Linked DNA regions of Mus musculus: regions 1 and 3 are each linked to region 2. The links are chromatin contacts, called in public Hi-C and HiChIP or PLAC-seq maps. All regions are on one chromosome and are shown on one strand. Each heading gives the region's core, a stretch centred on a gene start, on an enhancer-like site or on the middle of the called end of the contact. The rest is flanking DNA. Distances are from core to core; before and after follow the strand shown. Region 1 overlaps Pld1 (phospholipase D1). Region 2 overlaps Fndc3b (fibronectin type III domain containing 3B). Region 3 overlaps Pld1 (phospholipase D1).

Region 1 (3,977 bases), core at 292-2,791, 380 kb before region 2:
TGTTCATGTTCCATTTTTTAAATGAGTATTTACATTTTTAAGTAAACTTCAGGATGCATAGCTTCAGAAAGCCCTGAGGATTGACAGAATAACCCAAGCTTTGTTCATCAACAGGAAGTCATGCTGGGCAGGAATGAAGAGGGCCGAAAGCTAAACAATAACAAGTTCCCTAGCTGAGTGGTTTGATAATTTTAGACTTGGAAAGTCTAGAAAATCCCCCAAACTAGCTTTAAGACAGTGTGCAATTTGCTAAGCTTTCTATCCATCCACACAAACTGGCCACCTCCAGGCTTTCGTAGGGAGTGTTGGGGAGGGTGGTGTGAGGTACGGATGCATGCACACATGTAAGTGCAAGCTTATGGAGACCAGAGGTTGAAGTCAGGGGTCCCCCTCCATCGCTCTCCATTTTATTTTGGATACAGGATCTTTCTCAACTGATTCAGCTATGCTGGCTGGCCAGCAAGCCCAAGGGATCCTCTTGTGTCTACTAGCCCAGTGCTGGGATCACAGGTGAGTATGGTTGTGGCTAGCTTTTTTTATTATTTCTTTCTCCTCTACATGACTGCTAAGATCCTCGTATTCGTGAACAGCTAGTTCACTAACTGAGCCATCTCCCCAGCCCATCACGGGTATTACTGACTAGCCACAGACAACCTCTCTACTTTGGTTGGAAAGCAGAGCACAAGCTCACACATGTCTAGGTGGAGGAAGGACAGGAAGGGCACACCTTCCTGAATGACAGGGGTTAACTAACAGGCACACCTTTGATGGGAATATCAGCACAGATGTCAGCACTAATATGATTTTTTTGTCACTAGTATAATGAACACCAGGGACATTTCCTAAGAAAGCAATCATACCTGTCTTCTCCAGCACTGAACTTCCTCTAAGACACAATCCTGTGGCTGATTTGGCCTTACTGGACTCTCTAGGGTAGTTGCTAGCTGTAAAACACGTATAATTAACACAGCCAAGCTTTTAGGGGTAGCTAAGAGGATGGAATAAAAGACTCAGAAGAGTAGCCATACCAGGAAATCTGTTGAGTGGCAGTTATTACTGCTATGACCAGTACATCACTGCTCCTATTGTGACCACTCCCTGTACCACTCCAGGACACATCAGCTCAAACTTCCTTTGGGTTCTTCAGAACCAGTAAAGGTGTGTGATTTGATAAACTGTGGGAGAATACTCTCTCAGTTTCTGCAATCCTGGGAAGATAGAAGATAGTTCTTATTGTCATTCTGAAAACAGTGAATTCCCAGGATGGATGGGATTATCCTGTCCCTTGCTGTTTGATGTATGAACACAAGACCTATGCATGCCAGTGTCTTGAGTAAGCAAGGCTAAGGTAAAAAAAAAAAAAACCCATGAGGTTAAGGATGGTAAAGGCAGAGAATGCAGAACTTACTAATGTCCCCTAAATAAAGTCTGTCAGGATCCCACACTGTGGCTCAAGAGCCTCCCAGACTTTGTACAGCAAAGACTATGGGGAGGAGAGCGATCTGAGGTATGAATGGAATTCACTGATTAACTGGAGATGTGCGGGCAGACATGCACCTCTAACAGCACAGCTGCTCTTGGCTGTTCATGTCCTCCCCCTCAGTCTTGTGTTCTGGGACGATTTGGTTCTAGATGTGTGCCATGGCCAGGTGTTCCATTTGCCCAAGGGCTGTCCCTAACTTTGTCTCAGATTCACTCTAAGAGAAAAACTGGCATGGCATGCTGCCGGGTCCTCAGATGGGGCATAAACTGCCTGATGGGCATGGGGTATCTCCAGTGCCTTGAATGAAAAGCCAATGTGGGATAAAAAGTTAACCAGCTCAGAGCTCAGTTTGAGATATGGTGGCATAGAGCCAGCCAAGTGCTGCTAGCTGCTTAATGTGAGCCAAAGGAGTCGTAATGCAGGGTGTGCTCGACCAGTCTGTCAGGACAATGAGAACTGCCTGACTGTCGTAAGGTGGAAGTCTAGTTGGCTCACGTAGTCTAGCCCTGGGTTTTAGAAATCAAGCACCCTTCTTCATAGCCTCCATAGGCCTTATGATTAGAGAAAATATATTTCTTGTGTGTATGTGCTCTTGGAAAGCCCCTAGATCTCTGACTTGGAGATGGTTTCCCAGTTATAGCACTCTTTGTCAGTTTGTTTATTTCTATTTCAACCAGAGATATGTTGTCACTGTGTGTCATTGCCAGGTGGAAAAATAAAAATCTCCAGGCACATTCGAACAAGATGATTTGGCCAGGACACATAAACTGTGTGACTTCATACAGATTTTATCCATATTTCACTCAGCACAGATAAGCAATCAGTGAGTAAAATAGCTTTTATATTTTTCTTTAAAACCACCAGCTATCAATGATCCCCTTTAAGATTTAAATTAATATGGGCACACCGGGGAAAAATTCCTGAACAGAACAGCAATGGCTTGTGCTTTAAGATCAAGAATAGACAAATGGGACCTCATAAAATTGCAAAGAATAGACAAATGGGACCTCATTTAAAAAATTCTGTAAGGCAAAAGACACTGTCAATAAAACAAAAAGGCCACCAACAGATTGGGAAAGGATTTTTACCAATCCTAAATCTGATAGGGGACTAATATCCAATATATACAAAGATCTCAAGAAGCTGAACTCCAGAAATTCAAATAACTCCATTACAAAAATGGGGTACAGAGCTAAACAAAGAATGCTTAACTGAGGAATACTGAAGGGCTGAGAAGCACCTGAAAAAATGTTCAACATCCTTAATCATCAGGGAAATGCAAATCAAAACAACCCTGAGATTCCACCTCACACTAGTCAGAATGGCTAAGATCAAAAATTCAGGTGACAGCAGATGCTGGCGAGGATGTGGAGAAAGAGGAACACTCCTCCATTGCTGGTGGGATTGCAAGCTTGTACAACCACTCTGGAAATCAGTCTGGCGGTTCCTCAGAAAATTAGACATAGTACTACCGGAGGATCCAGCAATACCTCTCCTGGGCATAGACCCAGAAAATGTTCCAACTTGTAATAAGGACACATGCTCCACTATGTTCATAGCAGCTTTATTTATAATAGCCAGAAGCTGGAAAGAACCCAGATGTCCCTCAACAGAGGAATGGATACAGAAAATGTGGTACATTTACACAATGGAGTACTACTCAGCTATTAAAAACAACGAATTTATGAAATTCTTCATACAAATGGATATATCTGGAAGATATCATCCTTACTGAGGTAACCCAATCACAAAAGCAGTCACTTGATATGCACCCACTGATAAGTGGATATTAGAAGAAACTTAGAATACCCACGATACAATTTGCAAAACACAAGAAAATCAAGAAGAAGGAAGACCAACGTGTTGATACTTCATTCCTCCTTAGAATAGGGAAATACCTATGGAAGAAATTATAGAGACAAAGTTTGGAGCTAAGACGAAAGGATGGACCATCCAGACACTACTCCACCTGGGGATCCTTCCCATAATCAGCCACCAAACCCAGACACTATTGTACATGCCAGCAAGATTTTGCTGAAAGGACCCTGATATAGCTCTCTCTTGTGAGGCCAGGCCTGTGCCTGGCAAATACAGAAGTGGATGCTCACAGTCATCTATTGGATGGAACACAGGAGCTAGAGAAAGTATCCAAGGAGCTGAAGATGTCTGTAACCCTATAGGTGGAACAACAATACGAACTAACCAGTACCCCCAGAGCTCACATCTCTAGCTGCATATGTAGCTGAAGATGGCCTAGTCGGCCATTATTGGGAAGAAAGGCCTCTTGGTCTTGCAAACTTTATATGCCCCAGTACAGGTGAAGACCAGGGCCAAGAAGTGGGAGTGGGTGGGTAGGGGAGTAGGGCGTGGGGAGGGTATAAGGGACTTTCGGGATAGCATTTGAAATGTAAATGAAGAAAATATCTAATAAAAATTTGAAAAAAAAAAGATTTAAATTAATAGCATTTGGGTGAACATGGTGCCACAGACCTTC
Region 2 (3,914 bases), core at 1,072-3,571:
CCCACAGTGAAGAAGATGGGTGTAGTGGCTAGTGAGTAGGTTGTAGATAGAGCTGAGGAGGCAGATCTCGGGGGGGGGGGGGGCTCACTGGGCAGCCAGGCAGCCATTCTAGCCTATTGGTGGACAGTGAGAGACTTTGTCTCAAAAGATAATGAGGACAGCTCCTGAAGAATCACACCTGATGTAGACCTTTGGTAGCCACATATATACACATACATTCTCTCTCTCATTCTCTCATTCTCCCTCCCTCCCTCCCTCTCTCCCTCCCTCCCTCTCTCCCTCCCTCCCTCCCTCCCTCCCTCCCTCCCTCCCTTCCTCCCTCCCTCCCTCAAATACAAAAGACAATACAAGACAAAGTACCCATGTTTGAGGCTCATGGTCTGAGAAATTACATGTAGTTCATACCTAGTATATGTGTATATTATGTTTGAAATGTATCTTTATTCTTTTCATGTCTGTATGTGTGTGGTGTGTGGACTTGGGGAAGGAGCCCACCTGGTGTTTATGTGGGTTATAGGATCCAAGATCCACTCTTCCCGTCTGCTCAGCCCATGCCACTTCCCCTGAGCTATCTTTCTGTCACCTGCTCACATGTATTTTTAAAGATAATGTTGTCACGAGTATTTAGTTTACCTGATACCTCAAAAAATAGTGAATTTCATTTTGGTGTCTTTTAATAAATAGGGAGTTAAATTATTTCTCATTGATCTAAACCTATTTTAGAAAGGCTCTTTCAGTCTTAGGTTTTCAGGTGAGGAGCTTTGTCTCCGTCATTTCCTTGTTCTGAGCCGATATCTTTGCTGTCTGCGCCTCAGCCATGGAATGGGACACACCTTTGTGCCTTTCCTGTTTGGTTTTTATATGATTGTTTCAGCAAATCCTCTATGCCACTGATTTTAAAACACTTTAGTTTACAAACTGTCAAGGAAAACAGACCATCTATTGAACTGAGTCACCATTGTCTACAGCAAGCTGTCCTTCCCACAAAAGATGTTAAACTGAGAGAAAGATATTCCTTGGTATCAAGAAAAGAGACTAAGTTGATTTTTCAGTCTCTCATCTAGATTTAATTAGACTTCAAAATCACAAACTGCTGTGTGTCTTTTTTAATTTGGTGTTTGCATAATCATTTTATATGTTTGTGTTTGTCTAAACAAAAAAGGAATTGTTTTGGATTGTTTCTACATCCCAGTTGCAGAAATATGACTGGTTTGTTTAGGCATTATCATCTTTGAACACATGTAGAAGCCCATATTCTATGGCACCCAAGCCCAGCATTGCCTTCCTTTACTGCTGTCCACCTTGTTTCTTGAGGTAGAGTCTCACTAAAGCAGAGAGCAAGAGGAATATGCCCCTGCCTGTGTCCTCCACCAACCTGCTCTGGAGTTAGACAAGTACTGCCAAGCCCAACTCCTCCTCCTCCTCCTCCTCCTCGTCCTCGTCCTCATCCTCGTCCTCGTCCTCCTCCTCCTCCTTCTCCTCCTCCTCCTCCTCCAGAAGTATATACATATTGACATGTAGCCACATTTACACTTAGTGGGCGTGCTGTGTGAGGGGGCATGTTTGTCAGTGTTACGGGTTGTATCTATTATGTTTTACCTAGCCTCTTTGTAAAATCTGTCTTTTACGTTATAAAGCTTCTAGAGACTTCCATCGCTCATCTTTGCATTTGCTGGTCTAGCACATATTGGTTGCCACAGATGGGTTCGATTTGGACTTTAATGAGGCAGCTTCATGAATACGGGATTGTCCTTCATTCAGAGTGTCTGAACAGGGTGGCTGACTTGTTGCTTGTCATGAATCCGTCCTGTGAGGTGTCACCTGGCATCTGACATGGCTTCTTTGTATACAGTATTTACTGTGTGAGTTCAGAAGAAAGAAGAAAGACCCGCACTGACCACTGTTCTGCGTCAGCCCCTTAGGTCAAGTTTTCCACCCTGACTCATGCCTATCAGGGCTGCTGAGATTGGTCGGTTGGGTTTGTAGAATTTCCTCTGTCGGGCTCGGGAGCCAGAAAGCCACGATGAAGTTTGATTTGGCTTGTGGCAGCCTTTTCCAAATACAAATTTGGAAGTAGTACAGTGAGTGCTCTGAGGGGAAAAAGAGGGGGGATTACTGTAACTACAGCTATTTGGGGAACATTTAGAAACGGGGAGACAGAACCAAGGTGTTTGGTGTCTCCCCTTAAGCTCTTGTTGCTGTAATGTTCAGAGGCTGCCTTCCTCTAGGCTGGAGAAAAGCCACAGAGGCAGCCTCTGTCTTAGGCTGCGGGCTGCCCTGCTCCAGACAGCCTTGAATGTGACCTGGCAGCCAATGCTGCTTCCTGCTGACGTGGCCTCCTGCCACTGAGCAGAACAGAGCACCTCAGTGTGCTGAGCGGGGAGCCAGGAAGGTGGGCGTCTCCAGCCAGAGAAGGAGCAAACAGGGAGGGAGAGTGCCTAACTGTTCAGGTTTCCCTGTAGATAGACTTGAAAGACACCTTTCTTATAGGAAGGGAGGAGGAGGGAGACTCTGGGGAGGGTGATGACTGCCCCAAGAATCTGTGATTTGTTTGCCTCTAGGGAGGGGTGCTTATCAGTAGGCACAAACTTCTGGGGTGGGGTGATACCCCGTCTGCCCTGAGAGATGTTGGAGAAAGCTGGACTGCATGCTGTAGGCTTCCCAGGCCACACACTTGCTGGGGGAGTCTATCTGAGCGCTCAGACATCCTCTGCAGTGTGCAGAAAGATTGGGGGTGGGGGTGGGGAGGCTGGACACAGTAGAGATACTACAAAGTTAACAAGTGGAGTGTAAGTCTCTGTGAAAGAAGCCCGGTCAGAACTCAAGCCCAGGATTCAGAAGCTGCAGGCGCCACTCACTTGGAAGACTCAGAAGTTGTGCAGGCTCAGGTCGCCCTGGTGTGCGGTTTCCACCCACGGCAGCAGCTACCAATTAGATACTTCTTATGTCCTTACATTTCAGCTGGCCTTCAGTACCAGCATGTTTATTTGAACAAATCCAGAGACAATTCCTTGGTGTCCTCTGCTTTAAGAGAGTTAATGTGGACTGTTTCTTTCGTTGTTCTCACTCTGATGCCCACGGAAGGTTGAGTGTGAAGGCTGGCCTCTCTGAGCTTAACCTGCTTCTCTTGCTCCTGTGGTGACCCGTGGCATTTCTCTCCTGACAGCCCTGGGCTCACAGGCTACAGTACTGAGAAACCACTGATGTGAGCCACCTTTTTCATCTTGTGGGTGAAACTGTCGCCTCGGGCAGGGCCATATTCTACAGTAGTGGCTTTTGTGGAACCTCAGACTGAAAGCTCTATAGCTTTTTCTGGCACAGTTTTGAGGCGGCATTGTGGTGGCAGGCTAGAGAGAACCATTCAGGTGTTTTCAGGAGTTCAGTTGATGTGGCAGGAATATCAGAGATGAAGAGATCAGGGAGATAGCCCTGCCATTAGAATGCTAGCTTTGCAAATGGGAGGACAAGGGCCTAGGCTCAGTACTCCTGGGAAAGGCCGCCCAGTAGAGTGCATGTAATTCTAGCAGTGGGCCATGAGGTAGAACACAGGCGGGCAGGGTGTCATTCCCGAAGACTGCTGGCTGGCCAGGCTTGCTGGTACAGTGAGCTCCAGGTTCAGGGAGAGATCCTGCCTTAAAAATGAGATAGAATATAATATTGAGGGACAACCTGCTGTCAGCTTCTGGCCTCCACATGCATATGCACACACCAACATAAGACACTCACACACACACACATTGAAGGGGAAGGGGAACATTTGAAAAGAAGAGACATCAGTACTGTAAGTTATGATCACTGCTGGGTGTGGTGGAGCATGCCGCAGTCTCAGCACTCAAGAGGCAGAGGCAGGAAGATGTCTCCTAGTTTCAGACCAGCACAGGCCTCCAAAACAACCAAACAAACAAATAACAGAA
Region 3 (3,903 bases), core at 789-3,288, 420 kb before region 2:
TAATTGATATTAGTAGTATATCCTGTCAATGTTTAAAACATTCTCATGTAGCCCAGGCTAGCCTCCAGCTCAAATATAGTCAAGACTAGCCTTGAACTCCTGATTCTCTCAAGTGCTGGGGATCACAGTTTGCTGTACACAGCAGCTGAGGTGGCTTATTTTTAAAAGAGCTATGCAATTGAAAATAGCTAACTAAAATGGGATTGGTAGCCTGTGAAACAAATGAAATGTGTCTTCCGTCCACATAACGGAGGTAAGTTTACGTCAGTTCTGCCGTGTTACCTTTTAGTGGGGATGGGGATCCGGATGAAGGCTTTGTACTTGAGCAGCTCTCTGTGAAACTCTTGGAAGTGCTTGAATTTCCTCTTAACTTGCCATGTGAATTCCCCGTGCGTTAACTCGATCGTGTACAGGTTGATACTTGGCACCTACGGTGACAGATGTTTAAAAAGAAAAGGTTTTATCTCAGATAGGGAAAGTTCTGAAATTTCCCCATAGCAAACATCAGCTAATTGCTAAGTAACATTCAAGTACTATCAGTCTATTTATTTTGTGTTGGTGTTTGGCATTTTAAAGATACGCTATCTTTAGTCATTTGCTTAGAACTTCATATACTGTGTTATGATCATACTCATCCTTGCCCCTCCCCCTCATTCCTCCTAAAACCAATTCCCACCCCCAACCTCCCCTCTTCTCCCTTCCTCATTTTTAAAAATAACCTACCCAGTCCAATTTGTGCTACCCATATACTCAAGTGACAGGGCACCCACAGGAGCATGGTGGATATACCAGAGGCTACCCACTCAAAGGAAGTTAGCTCCCTCTATCCCAGTAGCCATTCACTGACAGAAGTGTCTCTGCTAGGGAGCTGGCACTTGTGAACCATTGTAGGTAACACTTTTTTTAAAAAAGCAACCAAATATAGAGGTATTGCCTTAAATGTTCACATAATAAATTACATAAATAAACTTTGTATCATACAAACAAACTCTGTAAATCCTTTTTCTCTATGCATACGCATGCCCACACGCACTTGCACACTAGAAATGGAGGAAGCAGTTAGTGAGACCCTGACAAGCACTGAGAGCCCTGGTCACACATGGACAGCAAAGACACATTGCAGATGGAGAGGAGGCAGGAACAAGGGCCTATGGGACCACCTTCTTAGCCCTTTTTACCTAAACAAATGGCACAGAGCATGATATCATCCCTTCATTAAAAAAAATGGAAGAAAAGAAAATCCAAGGTCTAGCCTTGTCTACACAAGCCCCTGCATGAGGCACCTGCCAGGGTTCAAGGACACAGGGAAGACTGCTGCCCAGCTGAGTATAGGGTGTATAACAGGATTGTGATCTTGTCAGACTAATGTAAAGCACTTGTAGACCCAGTGTCTGAGGGTACAGAAACCACGAGGTTCAGTTTCCTGTTCAAGATTTCAAAGCAAAGACACAAACTCAGCCCTGCAGTTCAGCTCCAGAGTCTGTGCATTTAAGCCCTATGCAGTATACCTTGCCCTCTAAAAGATGCCAGGCAGAATAAGGGGCAAAGGGACATCTTAGAGACGTGGCTCATCACAGAAGTGTGAGCCTAACGCTGTAGGGAAAGCCTACAGCTGAGCTCAAGCAACCAAAAGCTCTGCAGTGAATAAACCCCATGTGGAGACATGGGTTTCTAATCTCAGCACTCCTGAGGTGGAGTTCAAGGTCAGCCTCAGCTACATAGCAATAATATGTCCAAAATGTAGGGGCTAATTGGGGCTACATGAGACCATCTCTGAAAAGGGGAAGGGCAGGGGAGACAGAGACAGGGGGAGAAGGAAAGAAAAGAGTCCAGAGCACAGGCAGACAGGCAGACACCAGTGTGGACACCAGGGTGGTGTAAACTGAGTACAGCAAAATCGAAACCACAGCTGCCCGGCAGCCTCCAAGATACTGAGGGTGGGGGATGGGAGGCTGGGAAGTGGGGGGGGGGGTCAACTGACTGCTGACCAAAGGTTATGATTCTGGGTGTGTGTGGAGGCAGAGGCCAATGGTAGCTAGTCCTGACTAGTTCTTAACCTGAAGTACAAAGGTCACCGTTCTCCAACTACTAGACCTGACTTGTATGAAATCCAAGCAGCAATAAGCAAACAACTACCCAGACTGTTTTTTGATCCAATGTGTTTCTGGGAGACCAGCTTCGCTCTGCAGAGATAGTTTATGCTAATTCTTTTTTTTCTTTTTTTTTCTTTTTTTCTTTTTTTTTTTTTTTTTTTTTGTATTCAGAAAGAACAGATAGGATGAAGTCTCAGAGGCCGGGGTGGAATTTAGGGACTGAAGGTAACACCCAGAGGACTAAAGATAGGCTGCAGGGGACTGGAGAGTGGGGTCTCAAGAACAAATCAGAGATAAAATTTGCCAGCAGCATTTTCTCTCAGCAGTGCACCTGAATATAGATCTCACGCACTTATAGATCACAATGTTGGGACATTTGTTTCCTTTTAAGAGATAAGTAGCATTCATATTTTCTTGCTGAAGACGTCTTAGGAAAAGTACAGCTTCTCTTGACTTATAAATGGCCTTCAGTTAGAATGGATGTGGAATGAAAAACAAATAAGCAGAAGAAATAAAAGGGAAGGGCATGACCACTCCTCGGTATGGGGAAGGGAAGGCTTGTTGTAGACATGGGAGAGAGCAGAGTCAAAGGCAGGGGCGTCTGGGAGAGCAGAGTGAAGTTGACTTTTATCTGGGCCATGTGAGGAGAAGAGGAGGGGAGAGGGCATAGCCAGGAGAGTAAAGGGGAGGGTAACCAGATGGCTGGATTATATAGGGAAGGGCTCTGGAGAAAGGAAGCAGAGCCTTGGGCTGGAGATGCTAGGATGGGGGTGAGAGGGATGGGCAATATGCCAATCATACCCTATAACAGGTAGGGACCGAGGGATGCTGGGAGAACCTGGCAGCCGGGTCCACCTTGATGTGTTAAATCGGCACCTCGGCCATTTGTCCTGGGTTTGAGACCTAACAGACAGATGCAAGCCAAAAGCCCAAGTGAAAGGGCTACGGGAGAGTTATTAAATTAATAGATTGCCTCGAATGATCTTTCTTGTGTGTTTCTTTCCATGTATTGACCTATTTTGTGCCCATGTGTCTGTGAGCACATGGGTGTCACAGCACTCAGGTGGAGCTCAGAGGAAAGTTGTCAGGAGTCAGTTCTCCTCCATCATCCCCCAGACCTGGCTTCAGAGATCAAACTAAGGTTCTCAGCCCTGGCAGCACCTACTGAACCACCTCACCAGCCCTTGACCACTGTCCAACATAAAACACAAGAAGCCTTGAGGCAGCATAGCGGCTCACACCTATTTCCTCAACCCTGGGGAGGCAGAGGAAGGAGGGTCAAGAGCTGAAGGCCAGGCTTGGCTATGGAGACCTCATCTCACAGCAACAAGGGGCACAGTTCTCACAAGCGGCGGGTCTGGGAGTGGGGGCGGGGATGAATAGAGTGTATGAGAAGGAAGCAAACTCCTGAGGTGTGAAGAGAACTTGGAAGTGGTAACCAATGCCCAACCACAGCATCACAGCTGAGAGAAGGGAGCCTGGTCAGGGGGTCAGGGGGTCAGGGGGTCAGGGGGTCAGAGGGTCAGCATGGTTTGTTGACACTTAGTGGATAAAAAAAATGAAAACAAGATGAACCCAAATGGCCCTGACCCTTGAGGTCGATGTGAAGCGCTCCACTTCCAGTACTTGTGCTTTTATGGGACAGCCAGAGAGGTAGGTCTGGATGTTGGGCTCCTTAAATCCTTGAGTGTTGTAAATAGAAGAGAATGGGATGCACCCTGAAAAAGACAAAGGCAGGTTATTCCAGTGAGAGAGAGGAGCAGCATCGCACCGTGTAGAGTCCTAGCTGTTAAGATGGGGCTGACAGGGG

Evidence for each region. A called contact is a pair of places that touch in the nucleus more often than the background predicts. HiChIP or PLAC-seq counts read pairs in DNA pulled down with a chosen protein or histone mark.
Region 1: a contact with region 2 is called in an H3K27ac HiChIP or PLAC-seq map of extraembryonic endoderm stem cells, with 2.2 times the contacts expected there. The contact joins two enhancer-like sites. A contact is called at or near these places in 3 of 484 Hi-C or Micro-C datasets (liver, muscle stem cells and nephron progenitors), 3 of 115 datasets of contacts at active chromatin or transcription factors (astrocytes, extraembryonic endoderm stem cells and pancreatic cancer cells) and 1 of 9 other capture datasets (macrophages).
Region 3: a Hi-C map of liver shows a contact between it and region 2, with 2.0 times the contacts expected there. The contact joins two enhancer-like sites.

What each region holds. Positions count from the first base shown.
Region 1 is chr3:27,985,900-27,989,876 of GRCm38.p6, reverse strand. The region is part of intron 2 of Pld1 (phospholipase D1); the gene reads right to left. Among named protein-coding and RNA genes, the nearest start is that of Pld1, 49 kb to the right of the region's middle. Within about 2 kb of position 1,541, at least 42 of the 459 cell types and tissues checked have an H3K27ac peak or open chromatin away from gene starts, as enhancers often do. A contact at or near this core is called in extraembryonic endoderm stem cells and muscle stem cells, where this site is marked.
Region 2 is chr3:27,606,023-27,609,936 of GRCm38.p6, reverse strand. The region is part of intron 3 of Fndc3b (fibronectin type III domain containing 3B); the gene reads left to right. Among named protein-coding and RNA genes, the nearest start is that of Mir3092, 23 kb to the right of the region's middle. Within about 2 kb of position 2,321, at least 221 of the 459 cell types and tissues checked have an H3K27ac peak or open chromatin away from gene starts, as enhancers often do. A contact at or near this core is called in extraembryonic endoderm stem cells, liver and muscle stem cells, where this site is marked.
Region 3 is chr3:28,025,121-28,029,023 of GRCm38.p6, reverse strand. Pld1 (phospholipase D1) reads right to left here. Exons shown (of 27, transcript NM_001164056.1): 4 at 3,684-3,811; 5 at 283-428. Among named protein-coding and RNA genes, the nearest start is that of Pld1, 88 kb to the right of the region's middle. Within about 2 kb of position 2,038, at least 34 of the 459 cell types and tissues checked have an H3K27ac peak or open chromatin away from gene starts, as enhancers often do. A contact at or near this core is called in liver, where this site is marked.